Regions from separate parts of the Mus musculus genome. Here all the other regions are linked to region 2. Evidence: chromatin contacts called from public HiChIP or PLAC-seq and promoter capture Hi-C data. All regions are on one chromosome and are shown on one strand. Each heading gives the region's core, a stretch centred on a gene start, on an enhancer-like site or on the middle of the called end of the contact. The rest is flanking DNA. Distances are from core to core; before and after follow the strand shown. Region 1 holds the start of Col5a2 (collagen, type V, alpha 2). Region 2 holds the start of Gulp1 (GULP, engulfment adaptor PTB domain containing 1). Region 3 has its middle 47 kb from the start of Col3a1.

What was found. Promoter capture Hi-C pulls out the DNA fragments that hold promoters and counts their contacts. HiChIP or PLAC-seq counts read pairs in DNA pulled down with a chosen protein or histone mark.
Region 1: a promoter capture Hi-C map of hippocampal neurons shows a contact between it and region 2, with 6 times the contacts expected there. The contact joins the promoter of Col5a2 here to the promoter of Gulp1 in region 2. A contact is called at or near these places in 8 of 39 promoter capture datasets (the 3T3-L1 cell line, 3T3-L1-derived adipocytes, cranial neural crest and 4 more), 2 of 115 datasets of contacts at active chromatin or transcription factors (astrocytes and fibro-adipogenic progenitors) and 1 of 9 other capture datasets (adipose tissue).
Region 3: a contact with region 2 is called in an H3K27ac HiChIP or PLAC-seq map of embryonic stem cells, with 4 times the contacts expected there. The contact joins the enhancer-like site here to the promoter of Gulp1 in region 2. A contact is called at or near these places in 5 of 39 promoter capture datasets (3T3-L1-derived adipocytes, the HPC-7 cell line, cranial neural crest and 2 more), 3 of 115 datasets of contacts at active chromatin or transcription factors (embryonic stem cells and stem cell-derived neural progenitor cells) and 1 of 9 other capture datasets (embryonic stem cells).

The regions. Positions count from the first base shown.
Region 1 is chr1:45,501,927-45,504,626 of GRCm38.p6, forward strand. It overlaps Col5a2 (collagen, type V, alpha 2), which reads right to left and starts at 1,356. Exons shown (of 54, transcript NM_007737.2): 1 at 895-1,356. The coding sequence starts at 988.
Region 2 is chr1:44,550,314-44,553,013 of GRCm38.p6, forward strand. Gulp1 (GULP, engulfment adaptor PTB domain containing 1) reads left to right here and starts at 1,358. Exons shown (of 11, transcript NM_028450.3): 1 at 1,358-1,559. It overlaps Gm39635 (a long non-coding RNA gene), which reads right to left and starts at 1,144. Exons shown (of 3, transcript XR_865406.1): 1 at 1,067-1,144; 2 at 1-397.
Region 3 is chr1:45,356,840-45,359,539 of GRCm38.p6, forward strand. No RefSeq gene overlaps it. Among named protein-coding and RNA genes, the nearest start is that of Col3a1, 47 kb to the left of the region's middle. Within about 2 kb of position 1,407, at least 11 of the 459 cell types and tissues checked have an H3K27ac peak or open chromatin away from gene starts, as enhancers often do. A contact at or near this core is called in embryonic stem cells, where this site is marked.

The DNA of each region.
Region 1 (2,700 bases), core at 106-2,605, 950 kb after region 2:
TATAGCAGCCACGCCATTTTGCTTAACAATACATCCCAGCACTAACATATGTAAATCACATAGGGGAAACAAAACAAAACAGTAACCAAGCAAGATATGCCTTAAAAGAAAAGAAAATAGAAGGAACGGGGGAAGAGAAGAAGAAAGGGAGAAAGGAAGGGTCTAAGGGGAAAGTCCTTCTTAATACTCTGTTCCAAGTAGAATTTCCTGCCTTCATCCATCCACCCAGGAACCATGCTGTCCTGATAATCAAGTCAGTAGGGTGGGAAAGCACAGAAATTTAAGAAATCTGGTTTCTATCAGAGTCTGTCATGGAGAAATAAACTTGACTCCCTCTCTGTAGGCAAACCCGATTTTAAGATCAGAGATGAAAACTTTAGGAGGGGAGGATAAAGAGCAAAGACAAAGGAAATTCCGAACTATCGGATTTGCCTGCTGGAGAGGTTTTTCTAAACAAAGACTTTCATGAAGCTGCTGAAGTTCACACAGGAAAGACTCCACCCTGCCCAGCTTCTGCTGCAGCGGCTTTCCCTGCTTGGAAAGCGCCTGCCCACAGGACAGACCTCTAACTAAAAGTGCCTCCGGGGCTCCGTTTTAAGCACTCTTGTTTTCTTTTAAACGTCCCACTCTTACATTCCGGCAAAAAAAAAAAAAAAAGACTGGTGATATCCTGGCTCTTACAGGATGTCAGAAGCCCACTTTTTGCCAGGGCACGCACAGAAGCTCCGGATTTGCAAATGTGCCTAGTCTCCAGAGCCAAGCTACAAATCCTAGAGCCCCCTTCTCAAACTTCAAACCAGAGTCTTCTCTTTATCCTCTTCCTGAAGCTTAACATTCCATCTAGTTCCCAAACCAAGCCATAAACACCATAAGCAAAGCAAAAGGCAAACTCACCATTCTCTTGTTCCTGGGCTTTTATTGAGACACAGTACCCTAATAAAACAGAAAGAATGAGGAGAGGTCTTGCTCCCACCCAGTTTGCCATCATGTCTAAATATGAGACATGTGGGTCCTCCTGGGATCGAAGAGTAGATACTGAGGTCACTGTAGCACCATGAATTCCGCTGGGGGCTCTTTTTCAGCACCAGTCCCCGCGCTGCCTCAGTCTGTTTCAGCACCAGGTCCGGCACAGTCTGCGAAAACTTTTTTCAAGCGGTGCAGCTTTAAATAGGAAGAATGCTGCCTCCACTTCTTTTCCTGCCCCTTTCAGCTTGTTCAGGCTCATAACCATCCAGTGTCTGCCAAGCAACCGTCTGATTGATGGTAAACAACCAAATCAGAGCGCGCGCCTCTGCGACTTGAGTTTTCAGTGCTTCTTGTAGATTTTAAGCACAGAGGAAGCTTCTCAACAGAGACAAACTTTTATTTCTCCTTCTGTTTGAGTGTGTGTGTGTTTTCTTTTCTTCTTTTTTTAAAGAAAGCCTATTAGAAGGAGTCTGATCCACCCTCCCCAACCCTTCCCCAGACACACACCCACTGACTTTTTCCAGAGACACTAAAAAAACTTTAGGGAGGATTACAGCCTTTTAGTGGATTTTTTTTTCTTTTGCACTTAAATAATTCAGAATTCTCTTTGCCACTTAAGCCTTTAAAACGTCACTTTTTTAACCCTTTCTTTTGGCAATGGAGGAAGGATTCTTGTCCCAATTTTCATCCTCCTCCCTCTCCTATGCTCTGAGAAGATTGTGGAAGAAAGGAGGCAGAATATGGCCAATACAAAATGAACTTGAGATACTTTACATTGAGTTATTTCCACATCTTTTTAGTAGGCACATCTATACGTTCTCCTCGTCACAGAGCATGCTATTGTGTTAAAAAACAAATATGTTCACTAAGCTTGTGGAGGGAGGAAAACACACTGGTTTAAGTCTCAGAAAGGGTAGGTTCCAATATCAGATCTGCCAACTCACCAATTTTGTGAATTTATACATAGTCCTTAACTGTCCAAATTTTTTTGTTGTTGTTGTTAGAAAAGGGGCTTTGGCCTGACCAGTGTGCAGGATCTGGTGACACTAAACTGAGCAATATGCTGTTAACTAGATTCTAAATTACAAAGAGCTACATAAAAGTGAATGATGCTGTTATGAACCCCACACCAGCTTTCCACGGAATGTGGTAGTCCTAGCTGCATATTTCTGTAAAGAGCAAGGCATTAACTTTGTGTGCTACTCAAGCTTGACAGATTTAAACGCCCTCAGTGTTTTTGACAGTCTAATTCATTTGATAGTGTGCGTTCTGGGGGATCTGGATCAAGCCCCACATAACATGTCATGTGTGACTCAATTGTTCATAGTTACTCAGCACTGAACAGGTGCTCTGAGACACACTGAATAGAGGAAGGATTATGGCAGACTAGAAACAAAGTCAGCATCCATCACCTTTAAGGAACATGTGTATGCAAATGCTGAAAAAATATATCTACGTGAAACAAAAAAATACAAACAATATATACAGCTATGTGTGGAATTAACTAAACCCCAAATAAATGCAAAGAAAAGGGATAGTATAAATTAAAATAGGTATATGAGGCTTCATTTACTATTTAATTTCCTTAATAAAGAAATCCAAGATGCTTTAAATTGAGAGGTGGAACTAAACTCTGGAGAAGTTCCAAAAACAACTTTCTAGCCCTGTATCATTGAAAATAACTTGTCACCAAGACCTGCCTTTGTTTAGTGAATTCGTTCACCAACACACTGC
Region 2 (2,700 bases), core at 108-2,607:
ACTGTCCCTGGGTGGGTGTTGGGCTGCAGGGAAGCCACGGGACTCTGCTCCGGGGGTGGGGAAGCACAGCCTGAGGTGCAGGACAGCCAGAGCTGGCTTGGAGCTCCCCAGGCCTGTGATAAGACCTGGTCTTCTGGTTCTCAGGCTCTTGGACATCCAGGTGCGGCTGGAAGCTGAGGAAGAGCTGAAAGCAGAGTGGGGGCCCGAGGGTTGGATCTAGCCCAGGGCCAGGGTGGGGGAAAGAAGGGAGGAGCTCTGGCTGGTCTCAGGGGAGAGTCCTTGGCTTGAGTTTAGCTTGGGCTTGGGTCCTGGCTGGGAGCACAGAGAGGCCTTCTATGGAAGATTACACAGTGGCTCTGTAGACAAAGGTCATCTCCGTGTCTCCCTGCGGCAGATCCTGAAGAAAAGAGGCAGTCCTTGGTTTTAAGGCATTTATTGTCATGGCAGAAAGTGGATGTGTAAAACCATACCCCCCTTCTCAGGGTGGGCCTGAGATTAAATACCTTTTACAGGGAGAGTACCTCATTAAAATAGAGATTAGATTTGAGCCTATGTGACCACAGGTCATATCCTCTACCTGTGGAGGGGCTTGGGGAGTTGCGCTTATGTAACTGATGACCACAAATCTATGGAGGATGGAGGTGGGGCTACAGCTAGTGACAGAGGCCTGGTGTCCAGGAGCAGGCAAAAACTCCTACTGTCCCTTCATGGTCTCCTGGGCATTTAGCCTTAGCTCAACCAGGGACCAGCTACCTTTCACCGCCCCACGGGGGGGAGGGGTAACGTGCAAAGATTCAGACAGAGTTTAAAAGAGAAAGAAAGAAAGAAAGAAAGAAAGAAAGAAAGAAAGGAAGGAAGAAAGAAAGAAAGAAAGAAGAGAAGAGAAGAGAAGAGAAGAGAAGAGAAGAGAAGAGAAGAGAAGAGAAGAAAAGAAAAAAGAAAAGAAAAAGTCTAGTCCCTGCAGCTGCGTTTCACGAGGCTGTGGAGAGCCCTCCTCACTTATATTTATGCCCTTTCTGTGTCACTTTCTTTTTTGTTAAACCTCAGAGGTGTTTTAAATTCTTACCAAACAGCATCTGTGGGAGGAGGTTTAAAAGGAAACCTGGAGCTGTGGAAGTGGGGCGGGGCCGGTGTTTTCTCTCCGTCTGAAATAAGAATGGACAGCTTCTTCTGGAAACCGGTTTCTTTCTGTCTTACTCCCTAACCTCTCCAGGTCTGCCTTTAAAAGCAGGACAGTTCTGCATTACTGCAGAAAACCCCACCAGCGTCCCTAGTGCGCACACAGAGCCGGAGTTTTCTTCTGGCCGAGAGGGGGAGCCCGGCGATCCTAGCCCTCAGCAACCGGGAGTCCCGACCCAGCCCCTGCCGTCGCCAGCACCAGTTTGGGCTTCAGCGGATTAGAAGGAGGGAGAGGACCAGAGCCCTAGGGTCCGGAGCCCAGTGCCTTTCGAACCTGCACAAAGTTTTCCTGTGGGATACGAACACGCGATCGTGGGCCACGGTTCCCGGAGCTCCTGTGCCTGCCCCAGCCCTGCGACCGCATCCCTCTACAAGCCAGGGTAGGAAGCGGGAGCGTCTCTGGTCCGGCCAGCTATGGCCAGGTGGCGCGGAACCAGGAACAGACCCCGAGAGGAAAGCGCAGTTAGCAGGAGGGTGAGGAGGGCACCGGGCTGCGACCGCTTATAGGTTGCGCAGATTCCGACCCCGAGGGCACAGGGAGTCTGTGGGCACTGAAAGAGGGACCTGTTGCTGCAGGCGGGGGCAGTGAGGGAGGAAGATGGGGCCACCCAGGGACGCCAGCCCTGTGCCTTCCCGCCGCATCCTCCCCTCGACCCAAGGAGGAACTTCTGGGCGAGGTGGGGGCTAGCAGGCGTCGGGAGCAAGCGGTGGGGGGACGCTGGACCATCCCGCCCGCTGCGGGTGCATGGAACAGAGGCTGCTCAGCAAAAGGAGGCATCGCTGGGTCAACTAGGCGACCCGAGAGCCAACTTCCTCCAGCTTGGTCTCGCTTTGTTTGGGTCGCTGTAAAAATGTGGGCAGCGGCAGGGGAGGCGGCAAGGAGCTTGTGACTGGGCCGCAGATACTTTAAAGCCCTACGTGGGTAGGGCCCCCACTCTCGGGCGGTGTCCATGCGGCTGCCCTTTGGCTAGGCCGGTCAGATCCCCGCTTCTGCGGGCGTTATGTTAGTGGGACTCAGCTTGCCAAGCTTGCTTGCTCTGGTCCACCTCCTGGTGGTGGCCCAACTGGCTCTCTATCCTGGGGCTGCTGGGCTGATTTCCCTGTTTGCAGGAGGGAACTCTGGGCAGTCTAGTTTTCTTGGAATGTGTTTACAATGTAGAATGGGACTTGAACAGGAAGCTGAACGCTGCAGCTAGAAATAGCGTGCCAAGGTAGAGTGAGGGAGATACAGCTGCTGTTGGGGAAACTCTCAAGTGTGGGCTGGCAGTCAAGGAACACCCCTACCTCACCCCGACACACACACACACACACACACACACACGCACACGCACACACACACACACAGCGTCTTAGTTTTTCTTGATGGAGCTTGTCTTTGTTAATAGACATTTACGTGCGATATTTCAGTCTGTTTGACAACATAATATCAATTAGGAAGATTTAATAACTGTGTATTCTGTCTGCTTTTAAAAATGCTGCACCAACATTTAAGAATGAAAACTTTCTAGACTCTGTCAATTC
Region 3 (2,700 bases), core at 157-2,656, 810 kb after region 2:
CTCCCATCCTCTTCCCCCTCCTCCCTGCCTCTATGAGGGTGCTTCCCACTCCCCTCACCCACCCACTCCTGCCTCAGCGTCCTATCATTCCCCTACCCTGGGTAGTGGAGCCTCCAAAGAACCAAGGGGCTCCCCTCCCAGTGATGCCTGCTAAGGCAATCCTCTGGTACATATCTAGCTGGAGCCATAGATCCTCCCATGTGTACTCTTTGGTTGGTAGTTTAGTCCCTGGGAGCTTTGCAGGAACTGGTTGGTTGATATTGTTGATCTTCCTATAGGGTCACAAACCACTTCAGCTCCTACAGTCCTTGCCCTAACTTCTCCATTGGGGTTCTGCACTGCATACATATATGTTTGACTGCATACATCCACATCTGTGTTAGTCAGTCTCTGGCAGAGCCTCTCGGGGACAGCTATACCAGTCTCCTGTCAGTAAGCACTTATTGGCATCAGCAGTAGTGTCTGGGTTTGGTGCCAGCAGATGGGATGGATCCCTAGGTGGGGCAGTCTCTGGATGGCCTTTCCTTTAGGTTCTACTTCACTCCCTGGATTTCCTTTTGACAGGAGGAATTCATATTAATATTTTTGAGGTAGGTAGGTGGCCCATTCCTCAACTGGGAGCTGTGCCTACCCATTAGATATGGTCTCTACAGGTTCTCTCTCCACTTTGTTGGGTATTTCAGCTAATGTCTTCCTGTTGGGTCCTGGGAACCTCTTGGGTCCCTGGCATCTGAGACTTTCTAGTGGCTAACCAGAGTTTCCCCACTGCTACACACCTACTTTGAAATTCCTGACCTTCTGTACTACTCCTATATTTCCTCACATACCTGAACTGCTCCCTCACTTATTAGTGAGTACTATGAGCATAGTGAAGCAGGTGTCCTTGTTATATGTTGAAGCATCTTCTGGGTATATGCCCAGGAGTGGTATATCTGGGTCCTTAGGAAGAACTATTTCCACTTTTCTGAGGAATGTCCAAACTGAGTGCTTGTACCAGCTTGCAATCTCACCAGCAATGAAGAAGTGTTCCTCTTTCACCATATCCTGATCTGTTACCTGAGTTTTTGATCTTAGGCATTCTGACTGGTATAATGTGGAATCTCAGTGTAAGCTGCCTGCGGCCACACTAACTGGGTTCCTGAGTGGGGTGCCGGAGCTGTATGGAAGGAAACAGCGAGAGAAATTATGGAGGCCAAGACATGTTTCAAGGCCCCCAAGTTTACTAAGAGTCTGTGCTTATAAAGGGGTGGAGGCCCATCCCCCACCAATCCATTCTTGATGCCTGTTGCCAGCATGTAGGAGATCTGCTGGATGCTGTCTCTGGAATATCTCAAGGGCCTCTCAGCAGGTAGCAGTGTCTTGGAGAAGAGCAGCAGCAGTTAACAGAACAATAGAGCCATCTAAATGGAAAGACTCCACCCCAGGTGGTCTCATACTCACTGGCAGCAAGGTCAAAGCCAGCTTACTCAAAGCTGGGGGAGGCTAAATTTCAGGTTTGTTTTGATTTATATTTCCCTGATGACTAAGGATGTTGAACATTTCTTTTTGTGCTTCTCGGCCATTCAAAATTCCTCAGTTGAGAATTTTCTGTTTAGTTCTGTGTCCCCACCTATGACTGTTCCACATTCCATACCTCCTCTCTGCCCCCTGTCTCCATGAGGATGTCCCACTCCCACCCCCCACCCCACCAGACCTTTAAACTCCCTTGGACATCTAGTCTCTTAAGGGTTAGGTGCATCTTCTCTGACTAAACACAGACCTGGCAGTCTTCTGCTGTTTATGTGTTGGAGAACTCATATCAGTTGGTTTATGTTACCTGGTTGGTGTTCCAGTATTTGAGAGATCTCCAGGGTACAGGTTAATTGAGACTGCTGGTCCTCCTGCAGGGTCACCCTCCTCCTCAGCTTCTTCCAGCTTTTTGCTAATTCAATCACAGGGTCAGGAGCTTCTGTCCATTGGTTGGGTGCAAATATGTGCATCTGACTCTTTCAGCTGTTTGTTGGGTCTTTCAGCAGGCAATAATGATAGGTCCCTTTTTGTGAGTGTTCCATAGCCTCCAAAATAGTGTCAGGTCTTGGGGCCTCCCCTTGAGCTGGATCCCACTTTGGGCCTGTCACTGGACCTTCTTTTGCTCAGGCTCCTCTCCATTTCCATTCCTGCAGTTCTTTCAGACAGGAACAATTATGGGTCAGAGTTTCGACTGTGGGATGACAACTGCATTCCTCACTTGATGTCCTGTCTGGAGGTGAGCTCTACAAATTCCCTCTCCCCACTGTAAGTCATTTCATCTAAGGACCCTCACATTGAGTCCTGAGAGGCTCTCACCTCCCAGGTCTCTAGTATATTCTGGAGGATCCTCCCCCAAACCTTGTATCTCCCGAGGTTGCATGTTTTCATTCTTTCTGTTGGCCCTCAGGGATTTCAGTCCTTTCTCCCCATCCAATAACCTATCATGTTCCCCTCTCAACACCCTGATCTCCTCTCCCTCCTAGCTCACTCCCTCCCCCCTTTTGGTTGCTTTCTTCTCGATCCCAAGTGGGACTGAGTCATTCTCCTTGGGCCCTTCAGCTTGTTGAAGTTTTTGAGTTCTGTGGGCTGTATTTTGGGTATTTGGCACTTTTTTTTTTTTTGGCTCATATCAACTTCTTAGTGAGCACATACCATGCATGTCTTTTTTGGTCTGAGTTATCTCACTCAGGA